Regions from separate parts of the Mus musculus genome. Here region 1 is linked to region 2. The links are chromatin contacts, called in public HiChIP or PLAC-seq maps. All regions are on one chromosome and are shown on one strand. The core of a region is the stretch at or near the end of the contact, and the rest is flanking DNA. Distances in the headings are between cores, read along the strand shown. Region 1 has its middle 110 kb from the start of Rab38. Region 2 has its middle 72 kb from the start of Ctsc.

Evidence for each region. HiChIP or PLAC-seq counts read pairs in DNA pulled down with a chosen protein or histone mark.
Region 1: a contact with region 2 is called in an H3K27ac HiChIP or PLAC-seq map of DN3 thymocytes, with 6 times the contacts expected there. The contact joins two enhancer-like sites. A contact is called at or near these places in 3 of 39 promoter capture datasets (the HPC-7 cell line and second pharyngeal arch cranial neural crest), 3 of 15 datasets of contacts at CTCF or cohesin (CD8 T cells, large pre-B cells and pro-B cells), 30 of 484 Hi-C or Micro-C datasets (the AML12 cell line, the Ba/F3 cell line, DN3 thymocytes and 22 more) and 3 of 115 datasets of contacts at active chromatin or transcription factors (DN3 thymocytes, bone marrow-derived dendritic cells and large pre-B cells).

What each region holds. Positions count from the first base shown.
Region 1 is chr7:88,535,253-88,539,481 of GRCm38.p6, reverse strand. No RefSeq gene overlaps it. Among named protein-coding and RNA genes, the nearest start is that of Rab38, 110 kb to the right of the region's middle. Within about 2 kb of position 2,526, at least 8 of the 459 cell types and tissues checked have an H3K27ac peak or open chromatin away from gene starts, as enhancers often do. A contact at or near this core is called in DN3 thymocytes, where this site is marked.
Region 2 is chr7:88,203,810-88,208,261 of GRCm38.p6, reverse strand. No RefSeq gene overlaps it. Among named protein-coding and RNA genes, the nearest start is that of Ctsc, 72 kb to the left of the region's middle. Within about 2 kb of position 1,536, at least 133 of the 459 cell types and tissues checked have an H3K27ac peak or open chromatin away from gene starts, as enhancers often do. A contact at or near this core is called in DN3 thymocytes, where this site is marked.

The sequences.
Region 1 (4,229 bases), core at 1,277-3,776, 330 kb before region 2:
AGGGTAGAAACCATAAGCCTTGAAAAAAGTTATGTACAATGGCTGTTAAAAGTGACTGATATACTGGCCTCACTCAAGCTCATAACCTCCCACCAGTGCTTATGAGGAACCTTAATTAATGTAGTGGGATACATGTATACACACATACACACACACACACACACACAACATAAAAATAGGAAGGGGATTTGGAAAGAAGGGATTTGGTAGGAGGGTAGGCAATAGGAAAAGATAATTACAAGGGAAGACTTTGGTCATAGAATTTCATAGGTATAAAATTAAAAAAGAATAAGTAATAAAAAAGTGTAAACTAAAGAGCTATGACTTTGTAACTCCCACCACAAGCATCTGCAAATGAAGAGAATGCTAGTACAAGTAGAACTCAGACCAGGAATTGTTTATACTACAATTGATAAGAATGGTCTAATAGTGCAGGATTGGTCCTCAATGTCATTGTAATGTATGAAAACAAAAGCAGCAGCAAAAACACAGGCACTCGTTATCAGATCTGATTCTTATGTTGTTTTGTGGTCCAGAGCATCCTGGTTATTGTGGACTGACTAAACCTCAAAGATTCTTAGATAATTGCTGTATAAAGAGATATTGCCCAAAAGAGATATTCCAAAATCTTTACTATATTTTTTTTAATCAATGCATCACTGATTCTGCTACTATGAGTCTGAAACAACAGAAAGTTGCTCACAGCTTTGCATGCTGGAATTCAGAGCAAAGTATCAGCAGATTCTACAGCCCCTCTTCTTTAAGACCTCTCCCTGCATCTCCACATTTTCTTTCCTCTGGGTATGTTTAGGGTTTATTCAGACTTTATTTGCTATGATAAAACTACCTAAGAGAACAGCATTATAGGAGAAAAGATTTGTTTTGGCTGAGGGATTCAAAGTTTATTGGTAGGCACACTTTCACTGATCTATTGAAAGCAACATAATAATGTTGGTCACTTTGTTGTGGCCAGAATGCAGAGAGGAAGGAAGGGAGGAAGGAAGAGAGAAAGGAAGGGAGCAAGAGAGGGAGGGAGGGAGAGGGGGAGGGAGAGAAAGAAAGAAAGAAAAAGAAAGAAAAGAAATAGAGGGAGGGAGAGGAGGAAAAGACAGGAGAAAAGATGAGAGAAAGAAGGGGAAGAGGAAAGGAGGAAAGGAAGGGAATAGAAGGGAGCTAAGGTAAAAGACATGTTGTCTTAAGGACATGTTGTCTTGAAATGTACCCTAAGTGACCATTTCCTCCAACTATATCTACCCCTCAAGGTTTCCAGAACCTTCCAAAATAGAAGCACCATTTGAGAAACAGACTTTGTGTGTTGAGTCTATACAAACCAACAATATTTTATATCTAGATACCCATCACATTATGTTAGAACAAATTCTAATCTTATTTTACCTCAATTACCACTTTAAAAATCCTATCCACAGTATGGCAACTTCCCAAAGTAGTAGAGATTAAGATTTCAAGCATACTGAATTGGTGAGGGCATAATACTTACCCCAGGATACTTGCCAAGATACACAGTTGGAAAATTTAGTGTACTGGAATGTGACAAAGATAAGATACATTAATTTTAAGTTATTTGGTACATCTTTGCTCAGTGCCAGCTTTTTCAAATCTTGTTTTGTGCCAATTTGCTTAGCTTTCTTCCAATTAAATAAATAATAAACAAACCAAGCAGAGTTTATCAAAGCCCTTTGTGAGTCTTCCTCTATTTGCCTTTATGTCATTGTGCCTTAGAGGACAATAGTCCACCTAAAAACTACTAAAAACTTCACACAAATTTTTTAGTCCCTCTTTTGCAAAATTTACCTGCATTCTAATCTATTGTTCATTATTGATTATTTTTGCTTTTTAGACTAATAACAAATTATATTCTCTAGTATGACATCTGACTGAATTACCTCTCCAGAGCTGAATTTTCTATCCCACTCTCTGCCTTGCCCATTTAGAGTTATGAGGCAAACATGTCCCCAGCAATCATAAATTTCTGTTTCCTTGCACATGTGTTTTCCTGCCTGAATGACCTTGCTTCTTGCCCTCTAATCTTTGGTTTCTTATTTATATTGTCATCATTGAATGATGCCTCTGTCACGATGCATTTGTATCAGATTAAAGTCGTTGATTTTCCAACGTTCTTCATCTAAAGGGTTCAGAAAGTGTTGAGTATAAAGAGCAGACATTTCATAATTCAATGTCTAGAATGTGACACATAAAATGCTATTAACTAAAGATTTATTAAATAAATGACTAACATATGAGTTTATCGGTTGGCGGTGTTGGTGATAAGACTGCTTGGCAGCACATACTACACAGCGAAGCTGAGGAAATGTTTAGTTGTGGGATAAATGGGGAGTTAATGACTCTCTGAGTTCCCTTGTAAGAACAATAGATGCTGCATGTAGATAAGGGAAAAGAGAAAGATGAAATTTCTGAGAATTGTTTCTCCTCCTGAGACACTCGGGGTTCTCTGCCTTCCCTCTGCAGCTGTGAGCTTGTTTATGGTTGGTAGGATCCAGATGCTCACATGAAACCCTCCTTTGACACCTGAGGGCTTAGATTCTCAGATACTGTTGATAACTGTGACAACCACTAGGCAGCAGGGACTTTTATTCTCGACTTATTAAAATGGAGATGTGCTCCCTGGAAACTAAGTTGTCCATAACCTATATTTAAAAGGAAGGAGTGACGATTTGAGGGTAAATAACAGACAACTCTCTTCATACAGTTTGAAAGGCCAGTCTAGGTTCTGAAAATTTAAAGGCATTTTATCACAATTGACACTCAAATGTCGACATAAACTAATTTTTAAAAAATAAATAAAATAGTTATTTCTAACAAATCACAAGCCATAGATTTTCAACGAAAAGGCAAAAAGGGTCTCACTAGTTATAAATCTTCTTGGCTTTGTACATACATGGCAGAAAGCCCTTGACCCTCTAGTAATCTGGGAACATAATTCCTATGTAGAGCTCAACTTCACCATAATACCCCTTTAATTAATTGTGTCTCTGGGCAGCCCTATGTATCTGGGGAAGGAGACACCTACTGGGATACTGAGTTAATTCCCTGAGGCTGTCTTAGGCTCATTATCTCTTTCTTGCACATCTGCCTCTAGGTATCCCTGGAGCATTTCAAGTCAGTCATGATATAGGTTAGCATTCTGGCTTCCTCACTTGCCTCCTGAATGACATGACTGCAGGATAATCCCCAAGCATAGTGACTAGGGAAGCCAGCAAGTGTGCTTGGGAGACTGGTAATCCCCAGATAGATATATGTCAGCTCTTTCTCACTAATTAGTGAAGGCAGACAGAAGCTGTCTGGGTCTGCAGACCTGAGTTTCAAGAGTGTCATTTGAGATGAAGTCAGAGGACAGTGCAGAAGCTTCATATGAAAGCTTTGCAAAATGCTCAGAATGCCTCAGCCATGTCTCAGAATATATGCAACAATCAGTAATTATCGCTGAACATGTAACAGCCACTTGAAGTAGAAATTATTCTATAGAGAATTAAGACATATATAACTTGCTAAAGGAGTAGTTTAGTTTGAAGTATTTAAAACATACATACCATAAGCATTTAAATAAAAAAAAACTTTAATGAACACATTAACAAACATTGAACAAGCATATAAGTTACTGGAATAGAGAAATCCCATGCAAAATGGAGCAGTCTGAGACTTGCTGAGTAGTTATAAAGAAATCAACACAATCTACAAGATTCTAGCATTTGAGATATTTATATTTCTGAATGCATACTGTTCTAAGATCATTTTAATTCTTCTGTGTGATCATGACTGATTTCTCAATAAATTCCAGTACTCTGATCTGTTCAGCCTTTGTCTTGTCTACTTTTTATATCACTTATAGTGTCTAGTAAAGTGACAGGCAAAAGAAAGTGCAGAGTTGGTGGGGTGTTTTTAAGAATGGAAATAAGGCAGAGGAATAATGACAGGCTGGAGGCAGAGGAGGTAATAAGGTGGGAAAGAAGCTATAGATATTTTAGGTTTTTCTAGAATTGTATAGAAAGCATTTGTTGAGCCAAAATATAGGTAGTATTTTTGTGACAGTAGATATTATTAAAACATTCTTGATTTGGAAGCATTAAACTAGGGGTTCTCAACCTTTGGGTCACAACACCTTTTGGGTCAACTGATTCTTTCACAGGGTCATATATCAGGCTGCCCTTCAACTCACTCTATAGTCCAGACTTGCCTTGAACTTGTAATTC
Region 2 (4,452 bases), core at 287-2,786:
AAGTCAGAAATTATGTTATTTGACTCTTCCTTGAATCTGTTGATCATATCAGATGTTCAGTAATACTTACTGAATAATTAAATAAATTAATGATTAAAAGTGAGCATCCAGAAATAAATAACTGAGAGTTACTCTTTTATTGGAACTCATTACCTGAACAGTGGGTACTTTATATTTTAATGAATTAGATTACATATTTTAATTGTATGTATATGGGTGTTTTGTCTGCAAGTATGTCTATGCATCACATATGTGCCTTATGTCTTTGGAGATGAGAAGCCTTCACATCTGTGGAACTGAAGTTACAAATGGCTTTTAGTTGTTAATGTGGGTGTTGGGAATCAAACCCAGGCCCTCTGAAGGAGCAGACAGTGTTCTTAAATCTCCAAGCCATCTCTGCAGCCCAACACTGGGTATATAAATAACTGAGTACAAGCAAGGGTCCAAATCACACTAAAGCTCTACAGCTATCAAGAGAAGTTTGGCTTGCCTTCCTTTTTAGACGCTATTTTGGTTTTCTTGTTTTCAACACAGTTGTTTTCATATCTTCTCAGTCTAATTTCTGCAAGTCACCACTACCACTACTATACACTTTTACTTTTTCCTCCTTCCTACTCTGCCTTTTTCCAAGAAACAAAAGAGGAAGTGAAAACGATTTACATATTTACTGATTTTTTTTATGATGTAAGAATAGCCTGGAGCCATTTCATGTTATACTTAGCAGAGCCATTGTGCAGTTTCCATAGTCCTCTACCCTAATTACCAGTTTCAATACTGTTAAGAATAGAGCAGAATCTAAAAGAGCCAATCATATCCCCAGTCAGTTACTGGCAGCAGGGGCAGGTACTGGTGAGAATAGGAAGAAAGTTGCTGATGAAGAAGGTACAGGCAGTCTGTGGATTTACTACTGTTCTATACGGCTGCTAGGTCACCCAGAGACAAAGGCATCCTTAAAAAGATCACACAAGATTGGTAACAGAAGCCCCCATGTAAACCTGGACCATGGAAAGGAATTATTGAGTGAAAACCTACGGCATCAATTTGCTCTGTTCCCCATCCTCCTCCTAGATCCATTTTTGAGAGCCTGCCAGCATGCACCAACTATTGTTGCCCAGCAGTCAACCAGAAAACAATCTGCTGCCTAAGAAAAAGCAGCGCCCGTGGGAGGGAATGCAGAGCTCTTTTGTGGGCCGTGGGTCGTTCCTACGCAGCAGAGGAGTCAGTTAAAGGAAGCTTTGCTTCAATGGCATTCGGAAAGTAAAAGAACGCCTGACTTGAACAGGCAGAGCTGTGTTCCCTCCCTTTAATCCTCCTCCTCCTCCTGTTGTTGTTGTTGTTACTATTATTATTATTATTATCTGTACAGTTTGTTTTCAAGGATCTGTGGTATAATTTGATGCTGGTGGAGGATATGATGTCATGTGAACCAAAAGACAAGGCTAACATAAAAAAATAAAATGAAAACAAATGTGGGCTATGAGAAGCAGAGAAGATGGTTTTGTGGCAAGCAGAAGAGCAGCTGTGTTAGAGCAGCAGTCTGTGACATGTAAAACCTTAAGAGCCAGGGCCTGGTTTTTTTACTTCAGAAAGAAGAGCTGTACATACGTGTAAAGAAAAAGGCAAAAGAGAAAGAAAGGCAAAGGCAACCACAAAACCCCACACCACAGGAAAGGGGGTTGACTAGAATCAGGAGTAGCAGCCTCTAACACTGAGGTTAGGTCCACAAATATTTGCTGTATTGTTTAGAGGACAGCTGTGTGCTCATGTGATTAAAAAAAAAAAAAGGTGCTATTTGCCCTAAGTTCTCAGCTTAGCCATGTGTTGCAATTGTTTTCAAATTGCTAGTGAAGTTTCTAGGTGACTTTGGTATGCCACAGGACACTACTGCAGCTTTACCTTTTTAAATAACTCAAGGATTTTTCTTCTTCTTCTTTCTTTCCTTTTTTAGTAATCATTTTATTCGTTCACATTTCAAATGCTATCTGCCTTCCCAGTTACTCCTCCACAACACCCCCTTCCCATCCCCCTTCTCCCCTTTGCCTCCGTGAAGGTGCTACTCCACCCACACACCCACTCCAGCCTGACTCCACAGCTCTAGCCCAGTGACCCTGATGGAAAAGTTAGGGGAAGGACTGGAGGAGCTGAAAGGAATTGCAACCCCACAGGAAGAACAATATTAACTAACTGGACCTCCCAGAACTCCCAGGTACTGAGCCACCATCCAAAGAGTATACATGGAGGGAACCATGCCTCCAGCTGCATATGTAGCACGATGGCCTTATCTGACATCAAAGACAGGGGAGGCCCTTAGTCAACTGGCTTTCTTTTTCTTTTTTATTAGATATTTTCTTTATTTACATTTCAAATGCTATTTCTTTTCCTGGTTTTCCCTCCAAAAACCTCCTCCCCCTATTCCCTTCCCACTCTTCCTATCTCCTCCCCACTCCCTCTGCTCACCAACCCACCCACTCTGGCTTCCTGGCCCTGGAATTCCCATATACTGTGGCATAGAGCCTTCACAGGACCAAGGGCCTCTCCTCCTGTTGATAACAGACTAGGTCATCCCTCTGCTATACATGCAGCTGCAGCCATGAGTCCCACCATGTGTTTTATTTGGTTGGTGGTTTAGTCCCTGGGAACTCTGGGGGTACTGGTTAGTTCATATTGTTGTTCCTCCTATGGGGCTGCAAACCCCTTCAATTCCTTGGGTCCTTTCTCTAGCTTCTTCATTGGGGACCCTGTGCTCAGTCCAATAATGGCTGTAAGCATCCACTTCTGTATTTGCCAGGCACTAGCAGAGCCTCTCAGGAGACAGCTATATCAGGCTCCTATCAGCAAGCACTTGTTGGCATCCACAATAGAGTCTTGAGTTTGGTGATTGTATATGGGATGGATCCCCAGGTGAGTCAGTCTCTGGCTGGTCATTTTGTTTCTGTAATTCCTTCTATGGGTATTTTGTTCCAACTTCTAAGAAGGTTTGAAGTATCCACACTTTGGTCTTCCTTTTTGAGTTTCACGTGTTTTGTGAATTGTATTTTGGGTATTCTGAGCTTCTGGGCTAGTATTCACTTATCAGTGAGTGCATATCATGTGTGTTCTTCTGTGATTGGGTCACCATTTTTTTTTTTTAAGTTCTACAGACCAGTTGTTATGTCCTTCCTCAAACTCTGAAGTTTTGAAACTTTAGAAGGCTAACAGATTTCTAAGGCAATATATATATATATATATATATATATATATATACATATATATATATATATATATATATAAAAATAAATAAATAGAGATTTTGATCAGTAGATTTGACATGGGGCCTCTTCAAGACTTCTAATGCTCCATGTGGCTAGCATAGCCTTACATGAAAACTACCAGTGTCTGCTTTTACTTTGACTGTGGTGGAGTATTTCAGAGCTCGGGGTTCAAATTTCAAAAGCACCAATGGTTTTTTTCTATTGGCTGACTGAGTCCTGGAAAGCTTTTCTGTATTTTTTTCTCCTCTCCTCTCCTCTCCTCTCCTCTCCTCTCCTCTCCTCTCCTCTCCTCTCCTCTCCTCTCCTCTCCTCTCCTCTCCTCTCCTCTCCTCTCCTCTCTTCTCCTCTCCTCTCTTCTTTTCTTTCTTTCTTTTTTTATTTGATAACTTTCTAATGCAAACTTCTATCCTATAAAATGAGAATAAATGAAGATCTTCAGTACTATATGCTATATATAATATATTAAATTCAGTGGACTAACAGATACTGAATTTATCAGTACTCAATTATCTATGTCTCTCTCATCAGAGTGAGTTTGATTTCCTCCACCTACTCTCTCACTTCTATTGAGTCTTATAAGATTTCTGTCCTCACCCATGACCTCTTGTCCCTTTGAACTCAGCTTCCCAAAATTAAGGCATCTCCATTAGTTCTTATTTCCATTCAACCAGCTCTGTTCTCTAGTCCAGCTCCACACTGGAGACTCCAAACTTCTTGCTGTTTATGTATTCATGGAGCATCTTCTGTGTGCTAGGTGTTGTGATGAATTCTAGAAGTGTATTCAATACAGACAATGATAGGCTTGCTAGTCATTAGATAAATGTATACAAATTATACACACACATACACACATATATACATATATATATATTTACATATTACATACATAGTTATATACATATTGGTGAGGATGGGTAAATACAAGCATTAGGTCTTAAGTCAACGCCTGGCACTTGTGGAAAAAGTCAGGTGTGGAGATTCATGGCTGTGTCTGTAATAACAGCACTTTGGGTAGAGTAGGATGGAGATTGGTAGATTCCTGGAGTTCTATGGCTAGCAAGTTTAGCTGAACTGATGACCTCCAAGTCTAGTAAGAGATACTGTCTCAAAAAATAAGGTAAGGAGTGATGAAAGAAGATACTTGATGTCACCCTCAGGTTTATACACACAAATCCATAAAATTCATATCTATATAAACACA